2 separate regions of the Rattus norvegicus genome follow, and region 2 is linked to region 1. The links are chromatin contacts, called in public Hi-C maps. All regions are on one chromosome and are shown on one strand. The core of a region is the stretch at or near the end of the contact, and the rest is flanking DNA. Distances in the headings are between cores, read along the strand shown.

Region 1 (3,811 bases), core at 34-2,533:
TGCTTGTTCTGACATCATTTTGAACATGTTTCACATTTTTTTTCTTAAATTGTCTTGAAATGAGGTAGAAAATGTAGCCCAATGCCTCTGTGACTTCTGCATCCTTTAACCAATTGACTTAATTATCTAGCCTGTGTTTAGTCTAATAACATTTTATTAATATAGATTTGAATTATTAAATCAGAAACACTGCACCTTCTTTTCTTTTTCAAGATAATTTCACTACTTTGGAACTACATTTTTTCTTACATATCTCAGTACCAACTTATCAATTTCTAAATAAAATTCTGCTAGGATTTTGATTGGGACTCAATTAAATTTGTGAGGAATATTGATTACAACAATATTACATCTACCATTCCTTAAAGATAACAGATCTTTTTATAGTCTTAGTAATTTATTTAATCAATTTCAGAAAATATTTGAGGTATATAGGGCTTTATTGAATATTATCAAATTTGTTTCTAAATATTGTAATTTCAGGCTGCCAGTTTATTTTTAAGTTTTCCTCTCTAATTGCTTATCAATAAAGCATAGAAATACAATTAATTGATTTTTACCTGCTGATCTTTATCTGATCTTCCCAAATTAGGTGGTTGTCACATGTTTTGCTTTTCTCTCTCTTCTTCTTTTTCTTTTAGACAAAGCTTTCACGTGTCAGTTTTCTGCTTATTTTCAAGGATGCACCCTCTTTCTCCACTGGGAGATACGGTCATAGATTGTGTTTATTATTTCCTTACAATCTTTTCAGAACCTACAGAGACTAGGTGACTCATTTTGTCCTATATGATTCATACTATTTTGACGAACACATCTTCTACTTGAATGTCTCCATTGATCCTTCCTGTTTACTCTTCACAGTGTTCATTTTTAAAAGCCTCCACAGACACATTTTAATGTGAATTTTAAAGTGCTTCCCTAGTTGTTAAATCATCCCTGACAAGTCTGAATCTTATTTTTACTTGCTATTTCTTTTGGATATTGATGCTTTTATTTTTTTTCCTATCCTGTGTTTTGTCATTATTCTGAGCCTGCTATATTTTGTGAGAATGTTAACTTCAACATAGTAGTCTCTACTCTCATCTCTCACTATAGGTCATAGCAAAAATTAAACACTCTCATGACTGACTTTCTTTTCTGAACCTAAATATCTAAATATACCTTTGGTAATTTTTAGAAAGAAAAAGATGCAATAATCATGGGCTTATCTTACTCTTACCAGTTCTCCAATGTGAAAAGCAAATCAATATTATTTTAGATACTGGAGTGACTTCAGTTCCACATCAGTTACGTCTATTACCAACAGTAAGGTCAGAGGTTGTCACACCCATCAATTTTTCAGGACAATTCAGAGTTCTCTGTTTTGATTTCATTTTAATCAAGCACTCTTTTGTTAACATTTCAGACAATGGTCATCACAATTTTCAAATGCATGGTGAATTTAGTACTGATTAGCTCTGGGCTCTACAACAGGGGACATTTGAAAGTCCTGGCTGCTGCCATGTGGAGGGGAAACTCAGTAGATTATAAGCCAACTGCAACAGTGAAGATAAATAACTTGGGTTGCCAAGGACAAAGATGATTGTAGAGCCAGAACCCGACAGGGGACAGGGCTAGCTCGGGGTTGTGCATTCTTTTCACAACAATTGCTGACTGGGCATACGGACTTTAGAGACAATTACTAATACAGAACACCAAAGTGAATTTTCATTTGGAGAGTAAAAATAAGCAAATGTCGGCATTTGGCTACATTCTCATTGAGACTTTAGTGGAATCGATGAGAGCGGGAGTCCAGCGTGGGCAGATTGCATCATTCCTTTCTGTTTTTAAACTTTTTTGTCTGAAATTGCATCAGTGTACGATCATTGTGCCGAATGCCAAGACCCGGAGCAGGAAGGACACAAAGTATAGACCAAGGGTCACTTCCCTGTAAGGTCACTCTGTTTTACAAGACAGCCCTGTAGAACACAGCCTGTGCACAGCTCCAGCCATTTAAAACAGGAAGCTCAGTGGATTATTTCTTTTAGGGGCCAGTTATTATGTGGTATTAGGGAATGTTCATTAGCAAAACGACTATAGAAAACACAGTCTGTAAATATGAACCACATCAATGGTAATACAGAACAAAGTTGGAAAACCCAAGTAAAATAAAAGAGGCAATAGAAATACGTGATGCCAGAGAGAAATTGATGGGGTAATTGATCTTTTGGTCATTAAGCAAGACCTCTATTGACATTTGGAAAAACACACATTTAAAAAAAAGTCCTTATCTTAAGGCCAGCATGGGAGCATGCTAGTAACAACACTCTACTGGCCAGTTCCAGAGTATTCCCTCTACTAGATATGTGATACACTGGAGTCAGGTCAATGAACTTGAAAGTTAAAGATTCATCTCTAAGTTTGAGAAGTTTGGACTCAGCTCCAGGATGCATACCATGTTTGCATTGGGATGAAATATTGTCTTAAAGGTCGTGCCCATCCCTCCAGCCTATGATCAATAATCTAACACCATGACTGCATTACTCAAAGATATGTATACTTTTCGAGAACCTGGAAAGCAGTCTAGCCCTGGAGAAGATTCTCCCACACCTTGTCCTAGCAGACACTTGGGACCTACACTGCTCGGATGCTTACAGCAGCTTTCTCTATGCTGCCTCGCGACTATTAGAGCCCGCCTACCACAGTCTTACTCCATATTCAGCCCATCACACCATCCGCTTTGAAAAAGCACCAGTAGGAATTTTTAAATTAACCAAATGAATTACTCCCTTACTTCTTTACTTCCCTGCATTAGATTTTTAGCCCTTCCTGTCTCCTCATGGTTCTGTCTCCCAAGCTCCTGTCATATACATGCCAAGGAAGTCATTAGCAAACCAACCAATACTAACTCCTGCTTCCTATCCAAGCAAACACATCTTTCTCAGATTCTTCAGCTGCAGCGCCTCAGCCAAAATCGCGAGTGAATGATGTTTCCGCCATCGATTGTAACACTGGGCTGCTTTGGTTAACCCAATGAGTGAAAAACAAACAGAGTAATATGCTGTTACTGGAAAAGTTCACTGAGATCCCAAGTGACCTGGAGATAGGGTGGACCAAAAAGGTTTCCACATGCAAGGGTAGGAAGATCCAGCTTAGCTGAGAGTGAGAAGGAGTTGGGAAGCAGACCGATTGACTAACTACAGTTTGATAACTACTGAAATAAAACCATAAAAAGAAGAGTAGACATTTGTATGCACAAAGCTTGGGCTAAAAAGAACAGCTTTATTGGTTAAAGATGATAGAAAATGAAAACATGGAGACGAACTTGGGAAATAAAGAAAGGAAAGACGTACTCTGGTCAGAAGTCTTATTCTAGTTATAGTCTGATGCTTATTTTCCCTAATACCTTCAAGAGAAAGGGGGTGTAGATGCAGTGGGCAGTGCCTGGAAACTTTGTTAGTAGAACAGAAGGCAGTGTTGAGAGGGCATCTGAATTAATACACAGTTTTTAATAAATTGGGAATTGCCCCATTCGGTCTCTGTTACTTCCATAAAGCCTCTCTGTGATACCCACCATGTAAAAGAATAATTAGATAATGAAGAAACAGTCGAAGCTCAGATAGTGAAAGTAGGTCTTTACACTGTTTGTCATAGAACTGTGAACTTGGGAAATACTCGAACCAAATAACACTCGCCGTTAAGAAGATTTGCCCATTTTTTTTTACCCAGTAAAAATACTAGTTTTGAAGCTTCTTTTTAAATTAACAAAAGGAATTAATTTTTTCTGACACTGATATTACAAAGAGTATGTCATCAAAATTAATAGACATGA
Region 2 (4,353 bases), core at 1,652-4,151, 340 kb before region 1:
AGTGAATCAAAACCAAGAACGGTATATAGATTAGACAAAGAAATATCTACTACGACTGTGCCTGACCCTCTTTTGTATGTTCGAATTTCAGCTACAAGGATCATCACTCTAGACAATTATCTATCACAAACAGAAATGTGGCAATGAGCTGGGCAATTGTGGGCTACAATTCTGACTGTGACAGTTGTTTCTCCAGGAAATTATTCAGTTACCCTTTCACAAACTGTTTGGCAAAAACTCCATACAATATGGCCTCTTTGTGCTATGGATGGGGGTTCTGTATGGGGAACGATTAGAGTGCACTCCCTGTACATGTTGTGTAAAGGTCGTGTGTCTTTCACAACTGATACCAGATATGACAGAAGTAGCCTTTAAGGTCTGGTTACAAAACACTGACACACTCTTCTATCTTGTACTTAGGTGAAGTGGGCTAGCTGGCAAAGCTCGCAGGTACAATATTAGGAAACCCAGAGCTGTGCTTCTCATCTCAAAACATCTCACAAGAGGTAAAACTCATGAGACCCCTCCCCCCATCCACGCACACACAGAGAGATAAACCTTTTCATCTCTAGGCGTCAGAGAACTACACCAAAACCAGCCAGTGAATCACCAACCATATCTCTTCACCAGGTAGGCGTGAACACCACAGCTCAGGTGGAGAAACAGAGACAAGTTTTCTGGGTCTGGTCCAAAGGCACCTACTGAATCACTGCTCACCTGGGAGAGAAGTGTGAGTCAAGGCTCACGCTCCTGGGAATTGGTTTGTGGAGAGAGCCTACTAGACTCCATCTTGAATAAACGACAGCTTTAACCAGAACAGAAGAAGCTGTTCTTCATTAAAACAAATCAACAAACAAGCAATTTTTGAAAACTCTTAGCAATGGAAGGATAATCAATTCTTTTTATCACAGTTTTAGGAAACATAATAACTATATTTAAAGGGAATAAATTATAATCAACCAACAATTTAATGCATTATTCTGGGTAGGGGTGATCTGAATATTTGCTGCACGGACCACTATTCTAGCCAGCCATTTGGGAAAATTAAACCCGATAAAATAAGGAATTTGGATTAGAGGAATAAAACTGAGAGGGAAGCTCTGAGAGGGAGCTTGCTATAGCACAACCCACCTGCCAGGCCCGCAATATGGTTCTGGAATGCCTGGCACCATTTTCTTAAATGCATTTCTCTTTCCACTGGGCAAATTCATCATTTCCCAACGGCTAACAGCCTGAGCATATCCCAGGAGGGTAATAAACAACACACACCTTCCAAACATATAGATTACGTTTGACAGAGGAGTCTGGATGTGGAGACAAAACCATGCCAGCTCACTACATTCTACGGGTACTCAAAGTGCCAAGCTGATCTGTGGCAGGTCTCATAACTATAAATCGAAGTGCTTCTGCTGGGACAGATGAAGAGCTTCGCTCTCATAAGACAGGGGCAGTGCTAGCACTGTTCACAGCAGCATTCCCAGAGGACTGTGGAATACCTTAGGCAAAGGCTAAGGGAACTCTTCGTCCTGTGAATTAAAGGGCAGGGCAGACCCACAGAACACATCCAATGTGATTTCTCCAGGAAGAGGAAATGACCTGTAGGAGTTGAGTGGCTTTCTGACAGAGCACTGAAAAAAGTTTTAGCCGAAAGTGAAGGCGAACACATTTTATCACCTGTCTTTCTAGAATCAGTAGAAATGTCCCTGCCTACACATGCCTTTCTCACTTTACATATGAGGAGCAGTCCATCAGTGCACAGACATTCCTTTACAGAAGGCAAAACGTGAGAATAACCTTTCTTCGACATGCCGCCGGGGTTATTCAGAATCATTCTCTTTAGTGACCCACTCCCCAGATGCCACCAGCCCCCCCCCCCCCCCCCGGTCTCATTCTAAACTTGTACTGCAGAAGCTGACTCTTCTGCAGATCCTAAGCCTTTGGGGGAGCGGAGTGGGGGTGGGGGTGGATCTCAAGTGGTTCTTCAAGGAGGAAACCCAAAAGACCGAAAGAGTAAACCTTAACTGTGACTTGGAAAAAGTCTTGAAACAAGTAAAAAAAAAAAAATCCACTCAAGGCTTGAAAACCTATAAAGTGTGCCATTTTCTTGTTCAAACCCTCCTAGAATGAATGTGCAGAATAAGCCCAAAAGTCTAAGTTACACAGTGGTCTTCATTCTCCCAATCTCCCCCACCTTGATTGGAATTTGATGGGGAAAAAAATCACACCTAAAAGGGCAGAGGGTGCCAAGCAGAGAGACTTAGAGGCAAATCTAGGGCTTTGACCTGAAGCTCTGGTTCTCGGTTCTCTCTGCTTTCTCACAACAGACCAACAGAACACATGCTGAGAAGCCTTGACCAACTTTGAGGTTAGCCTCCTATAATCCCAGGGCAGCTCTGGCTGAATGAAGCTACTACAGAGGACAAGGGCTCCGAGGCTGGGGAGTGGGGATAGAGAGGGCTGGGGAGAGTGGAGAGGATTGGAGGATGAGGGTGCACTCACTATTCAGATTCAGCAAGGAGTCGAAGACTTTGCACTGTATCTGCCCGGTGCTTTGCGAAACGCAGGACATCCACAGTCCCTCGTAGATGGCCTGAGCAGTCACGATGTTGTCCCCAGCATAGGAGTAAATCTTCCATTGGGGCAGGGCAGTGCTGACGATAGAGCCGATCCATCCCAGCGAAGCCAGGATGAAACCCAGAAGCTGCAACCCCGCGTTGGCCATGGCTCTTTTCTGAGGCTCAGTGGCAGGTGCAGAAAGCGGAGTTTGCAAAGTGCGCGCTTGGGCTCCCCGAAGGTGATGGAGTCTCAGCCAGGAGGTTAGCGCTGATACCCCTGCTCCCTGTGCGGCTGCGGGCGAGGCTCCTGGCTTCTGGTCCGGGTCGGTGGTGGAGTCTGGAAGTGAGAAGTGGTGGAGTTCTCTGGGACACCAAACCGCCCGGCGCTGCGATTTAAAGCAGCTCCGCCCCTCCCGGCATGCAGCGCCCCCTGGTGGTTTCGTGGCCAAATCCCCACAAGGGTCCTCGCAGGCCTCCTGCGTGGTCGCGGATGACTTTTGAGCGACCTGGGGACCAACTGAAAAGAATCAGGCTTCCCTACCCGCTCCTCCTCATGTCTCTCCTAGCACTTGGTAGGCATTTTCTTCATTTCACCCGGTAGTTAATACAAAAATTACATCTGTGTAAATGCAAAAAAACCCATAAAGATGAAAAAACTGGAGGGAGATAAAAAACCTATTTTCATTTTTAATATCGTCTCAATATTTTATTCAGGAATACAACTAACTTGATACTTCGGTATTCCCTTCCTCCTCAGGGCACCTCTTGTTTGATTAGCTTCCTCCTCTTTCATTTTTGGGCCTGGTGTTCCCCTCTGTTCTTCAAGATTATTCCATTAGATTTCTCTCCCATTTCTCCCAGGCGCATTGGAGATCAGGGAAGAGCTACCCAGAGAGTGCCACAGGGCAGGTTTCTAGTATATCCAGAACTTAGTTCTCAGATCTGTGTGCTTCCCACCGCATTTTTAGGAAAAAATATATATCCTTTTAGTTTTTAATCTTCCTTTTGAAAATGCAGCTCACTATCGACTACATCCAATGCTCGTGCGCTCTCATGCGCGCGCGCATACACACACACACACACACACACACACACACACACAGAGAGAGAGAGAGACACGCACATGCACACACTCACACACCTACCTTTTCCTTAAAACAATTTCCTTAGCCTAGCAGCTCCATATTCGAGGTGCTCGAGCAGTGAAGACTTATCAGATGGAATCCAGCCAGTTCCCCCCCAGTCTCTCCCAGGTGAAAGAGCCACGCTTGGATGATGTATCTTTTCAGCGCTCTGGCTTCCGACCAGGCAGTAATGGTTAAACCATCTCTGCAGGCTTTGATCTAGGCAGCCTCTAGCTGCCCTCTCCCGGTCTATACAGCTTTCTTGTTTGCTGCTACTCAGAAGCCCACGTTGCGGTTGAGAATAATTAAAATGTTTTCTCAGCTATTATTTTGTCTGTGGTGTGAGTGTGGTGGAAAGAGAAGCTTCTACGGCTTTAGTAAAAAACAGGAGAATCTAAGGCCGAAATAAACATACGAATGAAAACAAGGGATGCTTCCATACATGCTAAGAAAAGTACTAGCCTGCCACCAGGTAGAAACATTAAAAACAAAATAAAACCACCAATAACCAAAGAAGCCCTACCACCCTCACTCCCGTGCTGGCTGTTCTTTTCAGACCAGCTTAGGGATAAAAACCCAGATCTGGTGTTGTCAGGGACTTAGGGAGTATAAGGACTACAGGACTCAGATTGGAGATAGCGAGATTTAAACAAGGGCTCATTGTCTAGGTTCTG

The links. Hi-C and Micro-C count contacts between places; a contact is called where the count stands out from the background.
Region 2: a Hi-C map of liver shows a contact between it and region 1, with 2.9 times the contacts expected there. The contact joins the promoter of Cldn1 here to the enhancer-like site in region 1. A contact is called at or near these places in 3 of 12 Hi-C or Micro-C datasets (kidney and liver).

The regions. Positions count from the first base shown.
Region 1 is chr11:87,588,138-87,591,948 of GRCr8, reverse strand. The region is part of intron 8 of Il1rap (interleukin 1 receptor accessory protein); the gene reads left to right. LOC120095686 (a long non-coding RNA gene) reads right to left here. Exons shown (of 7, transcript XR_005491433.2): 7 at 630-3,811. Among named protein-coding and RNA genes, the nearest start is that of Il1rap, 110 kb to the left of the region's middle. Within about 2 kb of position 1,283, at least 29 of the 93 cell types and tissues checked have an H3K27ac peak or open chromatin away from gene starts, as enhancers often do. A contact at or near this core is called in liver, where this site is marked.
Region 2 is chr11:87,924,924-87,929,276 of GRCr8, reverse strand. It overlaps Cldn1 (claudin 1), which reads right to left and starts at 2,901. Exons shown (of 4, transcript NM_031699.3): 1 at 2,500-2,901. The coding sequence starts at 2,722.